4 separate regions of the Gossypium hirsutum genome follow, and all the other regions are linked to region 3. A link is a contact called in public Hi-C data. All regions are on one chromosome and are shown on one strand. The core of a region is the stretch at or near the end of the contact, and the rest is flanking DNA. Distances in the headings are between cores, read along the strand shown.

The links. Hi-C and Micro-C count contacts between places; a contact is called where the count stands out from the background.
Region 1: a contact with region 3 is called in a Hi-C map of leaf, with 2.2 times the contacts expected there. The contact joins the promoter of LOC107959852 here to the promoter of LOC107959854 in region 3. A contact is called at or near these places in 4 of 34 Hi-C or Micro-C datasets (callus and leaf).
Region 2: a Hi-C map of leaf shows a contact between it and region 3, with 4 times the contacts expected there. The contact joins the enhancer-like site here to the promoter of LOC107959854 in region 3. A contact is called at or near these places in 2 of 34 Hi-C or Micro-C datasets (callus and leaf).
Region 4: a Hi-C map of leaf shows a contact between it and region 3, with 2.2 times the contacts expected there. The contact joins the promoter of LOC107959850 here to the promoter of LOC107959854 in region 3. A contact is called at or near these places in 6 of 34 Hi-C or Micro-C datasets (hypocotyl and leaf).

Annotation. Positions count from the first base shown.
Region 1 is chrA05:99,370,100-99,373,025 of Gossypium_hirsutum_v2.1, reverse strand. It overlaps LOC107959852, which reads left to right and starts at 1,389. Exons shown (of 6, transcript XM_041114242.1): 1 at 1,389-1,901; 2 at 2,142-2,227; 3 at 2,346-2,404; 4 at 2,515-2,666. The coding sequence starts at 1,788.
Region 2 is chrA05:99,403,467-99,406,276 of Gossypium_hirsutum_v2.1, reverse strand. No RefSeq gene overlaps it. Among protein-coding and RNA genes, the nearest start is that of LOC121229771, 11 kb to the right of the region's middle. Within about 2 kb of position 1,501, at least 2 of the 9 cell types and tissues checked have an H3K27ac peak or open chromatin away from gene starts, as enhancers often do. A contact at or near this core is called in leaf, where this site is marked.
Region 3 is chrA05:99,240,099-99,243,065 of Gossypium_hirsutum_v2.1, reverse strand. It overlaps LOC107959854 (universal stress protein A-like protein), which reads left to right and starts at 1,417. Exons shown (of 4, transcript XM_016896017.2): 1 at 1,417-1,803; 2 at 2,447-2,568; 3 at 2,720-2,838; 4 at 2,912-2,967. The coding sequence starts at 1,617.
Region 4 is chrA05:99,458,816-99,461,515 of Gossypium_hirsutum_v2.1, reverse strand. LOC107959850 (probable phospholipid-transporting ATPase 8) reads right to left here and starts at 1,259. Exons shown (of 12, transcript XM_041114245.1): 1 at 1,125-1,259; 2 at 256-741. The coding sequence starts at 648.

The sequences.
Region 1 (2,926 bases), core at 140-2,639, 130 kb before region 3:
ATTTTTAAAAATTAAAAAAATTAAAATACTATTATTTAAAATAATTTTAAAGATTTTTTGTATATGACTGATTGTTTTTTAATCTATATGTTAAATATTTTAAGGTTTGTGGATTATGGGTTTAGGGATTATGGTTTATGGTTTAAGAGTTGGGAATTAAGGCTTAGGGGTTAGGGTTTAAGTGTTATGTTTTTAGGGTTTAGAGATTATGTTTATGATTTAAGATTTATGGGGTTTAGAATTTAAGGTTTAATGTCCATGGTTTGGGGTTTTAGGGTTTATGATATAATGTTTATTATTTTGTGATTTGAGTTTTGATTTTATGGTTTATGGTTTAGAGTTTGGGGTTCATGATTTATTATTTTATAGTTAGGGTCTTAGTATTGTTCATGATTTTAAGGGTTAGGATTTTTGACAAAATGACAAAAAATTAATTTATTTTAGGGTTTAGGTAAACAATAAGATTCTTTTTTAGTTATTTTTGTCCCTTGTAATACATATATATTTAGGGTTTATGGTATAAGTTTATGGTCTATGATATTTTATGGTTTATGGTTCGGAGTTTGGGGTTTAGGATTTATTTTTTAGTGTTTAGGGGTCCCTTAACTTGTGTATATTGGATTTTTTATAACATAAACCTAAATAAGATAAATATAAGTTATTTTTTAAAAAAAATATCAAAATGGGTTAAATCCCAAAAGCATACATGAACAATGGTTTAGTGTGCAATTGTATACATGAACTTTAATTTGATCCAGTTCTTGTAAATTATTATCACAATTATTGATATAAAAATATTTATATTTATTCAATATAAAAATATATTGATGTATTTATTTTTTAAAATGTGTATGATTAAATCAAAATTTAAGTTTCAGCTATACATTTAAACCACAATTAGAATTTCACATCTACAATTACACATTAAACCGAAATCCATAAATAATTCTGAGATGCATCTCTATCAAAATTTAGGTGTATACATATAATTAAATGCCATTTATATAAAAATCTAAACAACTAATGCGGACTATACTTAAAAGAATAATGCTTGTATTGCTGTCTCCTTTTGTATTTTTTTTAATTATTTGATTTCATTTTATTTCTGTTAAAGTTCCCTTTTGTATTTTATATGATAATTTAAAAATTATAAAAATCTTCAAAAAAAATAAAAAATAAAAAATAAAAAATAAAAAATAAAAATAAAAAATAAAAAACTTAATATTTAATATTTCAGTCTATATTTCAATTAAAAAGTTCAATATTTAAAATTAAAAAAATTTCAAAAAATGATAATCTCAACACAAAAATTAAAAAATAAAATAAAAAAAATATATTAAAAAAATTAAAATTAAGCAATATAATGCCGCAAAAAATTAAACTATAGCGGCGTTTTTATTGAAAACGCTGCAAAAGAAAAAAAAAGAAATCAAAATCCCGCTCACCCTAAAAAAAAACTTTTGTTTAGCCGCTCGTTACTCCCTCTTCTTCTCATCTATGTCGCTCGCCCTAAATTCCCCAAATAAAATTTAGCTACTCTTCTTCTACACTTTCCTTTAACTTCATCCATCTCTCTTTCCCTTCTCCATTATAGACCCTTCTTTTGACTTTTCTGTGCTTTCTTTCGAGGTAAAAACAAGGGGAAGGTAATACTGCTGTGAAGTTCAGCTTTGGGTTTTCTTTTTTGGTTTAGGTAATGGCGCTAAGGCTCGATGGCACAGATGTTTCGGGGTTTAAATTCCTCTTCTCATTGGCGGTCATGTATGGTCTCATGTATGGTTTAGGTAATGTACACCAAGTTCATCACGCCTTTGGGGATCGATGCGCCTCTCGATCGTTTCTCTGAAGCCAGAGCTATCGAGCATGTTCGAGTCTTAGCACATGAAATCGATGGTCGTCAAGTGCGTCGGCTTATCTCTTTTCACTTTCTTTCCATCATGTCCTGTACTTTTTTTTCTTTTTTTTTTCCTTTCAATTTTACTGGATAGCTTTAAATCATTACTACTCTTATTAGTTTATTCTCACTGCTTAGATTGAAGGTAACCTCTGGGGTAGCTGAAATGGAAAAAAAAATTTCAAATTTATTGCTGTGGTAGAGTAGGACTTTATGTTAGTGATTATGGGTTTTCGTTGTTCAATAGGAAGGGCGTCAGGGTTTGAGAGAAGCAGCAGAGTATATTAAGGCACAGTTGGAAAGGTTGAGGGAGAGAGCTGGGTTAAATTTCAGGTTTGTATACACTTGTTTTAAGGCTGAATTGTTTTGTTTCAAATTGGGTTTTTATATTTTTCATTAATTTTGTTCAAAGTTTCTGGCTTTTACTTTATTTAATTTCCTTAATTTGCAGGATTGAGATTGAAGAGAATGTTGCTGGTTGGTCATTCAATATGATGTTCTTAGGCCATGGTATATCATTTGGTTATAGAAATTATACAAATATTTTGGTGAGGTAAATCTCTGAAACTGAATAGGGTTCCTTTGATTTTGATTTATATTGTTTTCTATCATCTGATTAGGATTGTCAACTCTTACTTTTGATGTGCCAATGTCACCAAAGAAGGCTCTCCGTGCTGCAATGCTGAAACGTCGTTTTGCAAACACTATTCTGAGAGCTCAGAAGAAGGCACTACTGGATCATGTAAAGTTTTTGGCTGCTAACAACGAAAAGGTCTTCTAATTCTCTCATCAAATGGAATTAAAAAGATGAAGTGAAGCTCTCTATCAAATGACTTGTTCACTTAAATTCTTTTTACTTGCCATTATAGATTTTGAACTGCTTTAATCTATGAACTGTTAAAAAACTTAGCTTGTTTTCTTGCTTGTGTCTGCCATTTCAATCTTATCAGGATGATGCAATATGTGCCTTCCTATACGATAATAAATTTGAAACCAAATTCCACAGTTTCGCTTTCTTTCATGTTTGATATG
Region 2 (2,810 bases), core at 252-2,751, 160 kb before region 3:
TAATTGGCCCCTTCATAGTAAGATCAATGAGTCTTTTCATCATAAAGTCCATATGTTCCTTCTTTTGTTTGAGGCTTGCAGTAATACTCTCTATTGTCTTTGCCAGGGATGCCACTTGTTATTCCAAGGATTTTGTGTTAATTATAATGACATTTATCACTCCGGAGTTAGACTTTGGGGGAGATGTTGGAATGGTATAGTCACTTGATTGGACGTATTTCCCCTTAAATGATAAACGACGGGTTACACTTGATCCATGACAAGAGACTTCTTCTGAGTCATGAATTGGTAAAGAAGCATAGAAAAGTGGATTGTCATTGAGAATCAAAGAATTTTGGTTGAATGGCTCTAAAAAAACTTTCGTTTTTTGCCTAGTGCCATAGGGATGGACAAGGACACTGTTGCTTGATAGTGAAGGTGGACGAGCTACAAGATTAGTTTAAGTGAACTTGCTAATGATGATATTCTTTAAGGCTATTACAACTTTGAGCTTTGAATTTTCAATAGAAGGGATGAAAGGAAGAGACGGTCCCACTAGACATGCCAGAAATTTGTACACACAAATTTCAAGTCAAAAGTTGACTTGAAAATTCAGAGTCAAATTTTATTGATAACTTTGAAAGAAAGTTACAATCTTTGGAAATTTATTAAATACAAAGAAAAATATCATTTGATTCTTCTCTTCTGTTTGGCTTCAATCCATGGGTTGTCTAGACTTGGTCTTGGATATATGTGGATTGCTTCAAAAACAAGTGCTTCAAGTGTCGTGACAACTTGCTCTTGACACGAGTTAGGACCTCTTTTCTTTAGTTGATTTGGATGGAAAGGTGACTTTCTTTATAAACGACTCTTGGCTTCCTCTCCACGGTTGAATTTGATAAGAAGGCAACGTTCTTTAGAATTTCTTCAAGCTCTTTGGTTTCTTTAAAGAATTCTACAGAGATTTTTTGAGCTTTTTGAACTTGTGTCTCTCTATAGAATGGCTTGGGTGACCCCTATTTATAATGCCAATTATTTGAATTAAAAAAAGTTCTTGTAGATCTTAACTGCTCCATTTAATTGTTTTAAAGAGTTTAAATTCTTTTATTTATTATTTATATTTTATTAATTTAATTAATTAAAACTAAAATAACCATTTAATATTGTCACTTAATTATTTTATTTTAAATTAATAATAATATAAAATTTTAATAATTATATTTTAATTAAATTAATTAAAAAATATGATTTCATATATGATACAAATAATTATGACACAAACATTCTAATTGGTTCACAAAATTTCATAGTGTATAACCACATTGTAGTTTACTCTATACAGACGTGGCGATTCAAAAGTATATCTAAATTCACGTGGGTTGTTTACCTACAAATACAAACTTCCACGTGGTAAGGGTTTATTTGATACGGAAAAACCTAATCTCAGCCGTCCACCTGCTCCCCACATTTGTTTGAGACCTTACTAGAAATGCCTAGGTTCTTTCCATTTCCCATATTTATGACTTACCTTAATTTAATGCTGGTATACCTGAGAGATGCCTCGTTGCCTCCAATATTCTTGCCTATTGGACCACATCGGTTCATTCAATTGCTACTTCACAACTTAATGGGTCTAAACCCAAACTCAACAAAATAAGTTGGTTCACTCAATATATAAAAACTCAAAAGCTAGTTTAGCTCCCACCAAACATTTTTGGGTCTCAACTTAATAATTACTATTACATTGGGATTAATTTTGTTTGGTTTTATTCTCTAAATTTGGCAATTATTTTTATATTAAAGTTTGATATTTTTTTGTCTAAATTAATTTTTAAACTTGACAATTATTTCTACATTAAATTTAAATTTTTTTTTGTCTAAACTAGGCTATAATATTTCATTGAAAATTGTAAATTTCAATTGATTTTTTAATATTTATTTAATTAAACTGGTTGGATTAGTTGAATTGACAAACCCATGACTTGATTGGTTCGATTATTGGTTCAGCTCTAAAACTTTGGCTAGAATATTTCACCCCGACATATGCTAATAGTTGGATAATAAAATTTTGGTTTGATAAAAATATAAAAAAAATAAAATAAAAAATCAATTCAACCATCCAATTCTCAAGTCAACAAGTCAAATGGCTTTTCTCTGACCGATATCCTTATCGATTTCGGGCTAATCGGTTCAATTCAAATTTTTATGACTTTCTTTTATGATGTTTATAAGTTTATATCAATTTAATATATTTTTATATTTTCTATTATTTCTAAGAATTCTATTGCTTTGTTTTAAATTTTAAATATTTTAAATAAGTTTTATTAATTGTATAATTTTTTTTATAATTTTTATTATAAATTTTAATATTTTTCTCTTTTATGAAAAAATATTAAATTAAACTAGAAGTTGTTACGTGTCACCATCTAACAGGTTTGTCATTTTATTTTAGTGGTTAACGTAGTTAATGATGAAAATCGTTAATAGAAGGGTTTAATTGATTATTTTATTAGGAACTTAATTAAGTATGAATTTAATATAAAGGTTTAATTGATTTTTTGCATTTTCTTAAAAAAAATTAACATATAATTAATTAATTTTGAACTTTCCACTATTATGTGCAAAAAGATATTTTAGACTTCAACCATAAATTTTGACAGCATTTTTTAGCACACTGAAATAGTAATGGAAAACTTGCTCTCACTACATCAACTGCACAACAAAAACAAAGTATGGGCTAACATACCAAAAAATACAAGAAAGGAACATGGTAATAAAGAGCGAGGGTTACATAAGGACACAAGTTTGGACAATCTCATAGAGATCTAAAA
Region 3 (2,967 bases), core at 168-2,667:
ACTTTCATCCTTGGTTAGGCTGGCAATAAAAGAGGGCTTGTTAAAAAGAGTTAAGGCTATCAGAAAGGGATCGGCGATCTCACATCTACTATTGACAGATGATTGTATTTTGTTTCGTGAAGCTACAAATGGAGAAACAAGGATTTTAAAAGATATTTTGAGGGAATATGAACAATATTTCGGCCAATACGTGAACTTCAATAAATCAACGATCTTCTTTAGTTCTAATACAACAGAGGGGGACAAAGTAGACATCTCAAATGAAATAGGGGTAAAGTGCTCGACAAATATGGAGAAATATTTAAGTCTCCCTAATATGGTGGAAAGACGAAAGAGGGAATAGTTTCAGAATCTCAAAGATAGGATAAAACAAAGAATTGAAAAATAGAGTACACAGATTCTATCTCAAGGGGGGAAAGAGGTTTTTATAAAATCCGTACTTCAAGCAATACCAACTTATGCAATGACATGTTGTCTTCTACCAAGGTTACTTTGTGGGAATTTTGAAAATATTTTTGCTAGATTCTAGTGGCAAAAAAGACAGGATGAAAAAAGGAATTCATTGGTGCCAATGGAAAGTTATGTGCTGCCCTAAAATGGAGAGAGGAATGGGTTTAAAAAATATGGCTCAATTCAACATCTCCCTGTTAGCTAAGCAAGGATGGAGAATTATTAATAATCAGAATTCTTTAATTATGCAGGTGTTTAAAGCCAAATATTTTCCGAATGATCATTTTTTAAATTTATGTTTGGGAAATTCTAGCTCTTATGGGTAGAAAAGTATATGGGCAGTCTGAAATTATATAATTAAAAAAAAAAGAAATAAACAATTCCCATCTTATTACCAACAAAAAGCTATGGAGATAGCCCACCCATTTCATTGCATGAGATATAGTTAAATCTCTTGTAGTTTAATCCAAAATCCAACAAGATTTCCATATGTAAATAATAATAGTCAAAGAACTTTGGAAATTGAAAAAGCTTCAACAATAAACATGGTTATGCAGGGCTAGGTATTACAGAATACAATACAAACGCACACCAGCTCTTCTCCTTCTCCTCGATGATTAACCTTGGTGAGCATAGGATATTTTATATATATATAATACAACACAAACGCACTCAATTTCGTTCCATTCTTTTTCAGCCGCCTTCATAGAATTTGATCATGCAAGCATAAGAAAGAATTGGATCATAGATAATTTTATTAAATATTAAACAGAGAACTTGAGAAGGCCCAATTTTATTTAGCATCCAAGCTCCAGTTTCAGCTTAACCCATTCATGAAATCCGAAACGCTGCAAAGCGACGCGAAGATTTTTATTCACCTATAATTTTTTTCAGAAAGGGCATTTCAGTATTTTTATAATTGTGTAAATAAAAATTAAAGCTCGAAAAAAGACGAAAATCTGCCGCGGTGGATTTTAACCGCAAGGGTGCACAATAGCAATCCCATGTGATCTTTACACATATCATGCGCATCATGCGAACTGCGCACTTTCCCTTTTAACCTCCCTCGCCTTGGCATTTCTTGAAGCTAGAGACTTCATAAAGCTTAACAGATCAGAGAGAGAACTGTTACCGAGTGAGTGACTCAGTGAGTTAGGGGTGACAAGATGGCTACAAGTGAGGCATCCGTGACTCGGATAATGGTGGCGGTGAATGAGTCAACGATCAAAGGTTACCCTCACGCTTCTATAAGTAGTAAGGGAGCTTTCGAGTGGACTCTTCAGAAGATCGTTATGTCCAACACTTCTGGTTTCAAGCTTCTCTTCCTCCATGTTCAAGTTCCCGATGAAGATGGTTTGTTTCGCTTTCAGCTCTTTTTCTTTTCTTTTCTTTTCTTTTCTTTTGCGGTTTTCTTTATGTAATGAAGTTTACGTGATGCGTTTTCTATAAGCACGTGGTTGCCGTTCGCTAGGGTTTGTGGAGTGTATGATATGAGTGTGCAATTCTTGATTCGGGGCTTGAATTTCTCGAAATTACTTCGATTTGCTGGTTTACATGGTTAAGAGATGTTAATTTGATGGATCATTCGTTGAATCTTTTAATTATACTGTTTGGTTGCTATGACAATTACCTGTGTGGCTACTAATAATTGAATGTCAAAAGGTGTTTATCGAATAATAATAATGTTAAAAGCATACCTTTGACAAATCATTTTCTTTTTGAAAGTACTAATCAGGCTCCACCGTCAAAGTTGGATGGATAAAGTAGAAATGATTGTGTTTAGAGATTGAATTTTACCCTAGCCTTTTAGATTACAATGTTCATGTACAGCAATGGCATGTATAAGCTTCAAATTTAAGCTTCGAGTCTGAAACATAAATTCCTATGCCAAAACTGGTTTCAACTTTCAAGTGGCAAATCATGAATGCTTCATGTTCAGCTTCGACTGTTGTAAAATCAGCCAATGCCGCTAAATTTCAATTTGTTTTTCTGTAAGGTTTCGATGACATGGACAGCATATATGCCTCTCCTGAAGATTTCAAGAGCCTGAAGAGCAGGGACCGGGCTAGAGGGCTTCATCTGCTTGAATTCTTTGTTACAAGGTGCCATGAAATTGGGGTAATGTTCATTCTTCAATAAATTATTGTTTTCAAACAAATATCACACTTTACTGGAAGGTGTTCATTCTTCAATAAATTATTGTATTAAATAGAAAACTGCATTTTATTTGTAGTTTTTCCCTCCTGATGATAGATTTCTCTGATTGTAGGTTGCGTGTGAAGCATGGATCAAGAAAGGTGATCCAAAGGAAGTTATCTGCCATGAAGTGAGGAGGATCCAGCCAGATCTTCTTGTTCTTGGTAGCAGAGGACTTGGTCCTTTCCAACGGTATGCTTAGTACCTGATGCCGCCTATTTTTTATTTTTGTTGATGACCTTAACTTGAGTATTTGCTTCTCCAGGGTTTTTGTCGGAACGGTGAGCGAGTTTTGCGTGAAGCATGCTGAGTGCCCTGTCG
Region 4 (2,700 bases), core at 10-2,509, 220 kb before region 3:
CATAAATACCAGTACATTAATCAAAAACCTTGATGGTATATCATGCGATGCAACAGATTTACTGACAACAATGTGAAATTCTGTGACCTATTTTACGGTACAATTTGTCCTATTTGTTAAACACATTTGGTGTAGTTTGAACTTGTTTATTTTTTTTATTTTACAGAATACAATTTGAACCGAAAGCATTCAATAGGAAGCAAACAAACAGTTATAGCAAAGCACCAAAAGGAGAGTAAGAAATTCAAGCATCACCTGGAGGTTTCGCCTCCAATCTTCGACACCCTCTTTGGCCATTGTAGCTCCAATCACCACAACGAGAGGCAGAATAATGCTTGGTGCTGAATATGGAGCCAGCGGACTAAAAGAAACACAAGCTACAACAAGAAAATAGATATTTGCAACCCTTCTAAACTGCTCAAACAAAGACTTTGGGAGGAAATTAACTGCTGTATACTTGGTAGTGGAGACATAATTCCCCCGATACCTGAGCCGAATTTGCTCTTGACTATCAGGTTCGTTGCAATACACCACTCTTGAGTACCCTTTTTGCCCGATTTGGGCATGTTCGTCTTGAGAACTCGACCGACAACATGCAAATGAGCAAAGCTTGCTTAACTGTATGCTTCTTTTCCTTATTCTAGCCATTGCCAAAGCTTAAATCCAGACAGGGTTGTCTCTCTTTTAGCAATAGATCACTAAAGAACTCAGATTTCCCTCACAATCATCAATCACATTAACCTTCCAAATCAACCACATACAAATGTAATAATCTTCCAATTCCCCTTTATAACACTATGAACAGTAACCCCCTTCCCAATCCAATCAAATTCACCAAAACATAAACAAAAATAAACCCAATGAGTAAAAATTCTTATCTTTGCACCCACATGAGCTTTGAATGCCTTTGATTTCTGAGCTAAAATCCCAACACAGAAAGTGCATGAACAAGCATTTAAAAAAAAAAAGCTCAACTCTTTATTTTAAAAATACAAGAAAAACCTCATATTTGTAACCTTAACTGCACCAATTTAAGACAACCCAACAAATGAAAAAAGTCTTTAAAAAAAACAGTAAATCCTTATTACAACCAACAAGTTTTCTATCAAAAGAAAATTCCTTACTTTCAGTTGAAGTTGCAGAGATCTCTTCCTTGTTGCCTGAAAGTTCCAAACTTTTAAAGAAGTGTGAGAAAGGCAATATAAAATAAAAATAAAAAGTGAGGTGCTTTGCATTAGTCTTAGAGTAGTTAGCTTTGCCGCTGTTATAAGCAAGAACTAACCATGAAAACTTAACATAGATTGTATAGCACTGGATGATTGCCTTAAACACAAAATGGGACAAAACAAAACCAGGGTAAATTACATTTAAGCCATCTGTAGTTCAACATTTTGCAATAAGATCCCAATTTCTTTTACCCAAGATTCAAGTTTTGAATAAATATAAAAAAGATACAAAAAAATTTATCAGAGGTTTTCATGTATAATGTTCTAAATGAAAGGGCTAATTTACTCATATATGCTGAAAAAATTGATATTTGACCATCTATGCTTTTTATTTTTTTAAATTTACCAATATATGTTCTATACTGTACGTCTTTACTAAAAACATGTCTTACATGGTGCACTTTCAACCAGGTCAGCTAGAAATGTGCAATGTAGATTGCATTTTCACTAAAATTAATAGCTTAGCTCTTTTGCTCAAATGGTTAAATGATTCTTTCAAGCTTTTTTTTAATTTATGTTTATAATTAATAAATATATTATTTTTCAAGTTTCTTAATTTTAATATATTTTTAATTAATAACTCTTTTATTTATAAAATCAAATAATTATTGCAAATATCATTTTTTAGTAAATATAAAGAAAAATATACGAAAAGAATTAGTTGATGTTTTTTAAAAAATAATTACATATTTGATATTTGATTTTATAGATAAAAGAGTTGTTAATTAAAAAAAATTTGAAAACAATATGTTTATTAATTATAATCATTAATTAAAAAAAGCTTTAAACAAATGAAATAAAAAAATGCAAATGTGAAAGAGAGGAATCGAACTTCAGACTCAAGGATAAAAACACTAATATTTAACAATCTAAGCAAAGGAGCTAAGTTATCAATTTTAGACGTGTTTTTTCTTAAATTGACAGTGAAAATATGCTCTGTAAAACATATTTTTCTTTCTTCCTCTAAAAATAACATATATCAATAAATTTTAAATAAATCAGCATACATAATCAAATATAATTTTTTTAGCATAAATCAAGCAAATTAAAAGGTAACTTTTGTTTATTTCATTTTTAGTTATGACTTAATGTTGTTAACTTGGTAGATTTAAAAAAAAACATGGGATGCTAATATGAAAATATAAAGTGTATTTCTGAAAAAAAAAAGAGGGGAATAATTGCAAACTTCCATGACGAAGTTAAGGAGACTGAGATTATATTTTATGAGAGGATATGGCAGAATCATGTCCTTACACGTGGATGATTGCTTCAGGACATGAACAGTCTCAAAAAACGGGTGATGAAATTGTTGAACAAACGACCTTTTTTACCCTCCGTGGACTCAGTTTTCAATTTTCTTTTTTTTTTCCTTTTTGGAATTGAAAAATTAATGTTGGCATAGAATGGTAAAAGACGAGATTATTGTCCGTACAAATACCGGAATAAATTATAGGAGTTAAATTAATTTTTATAT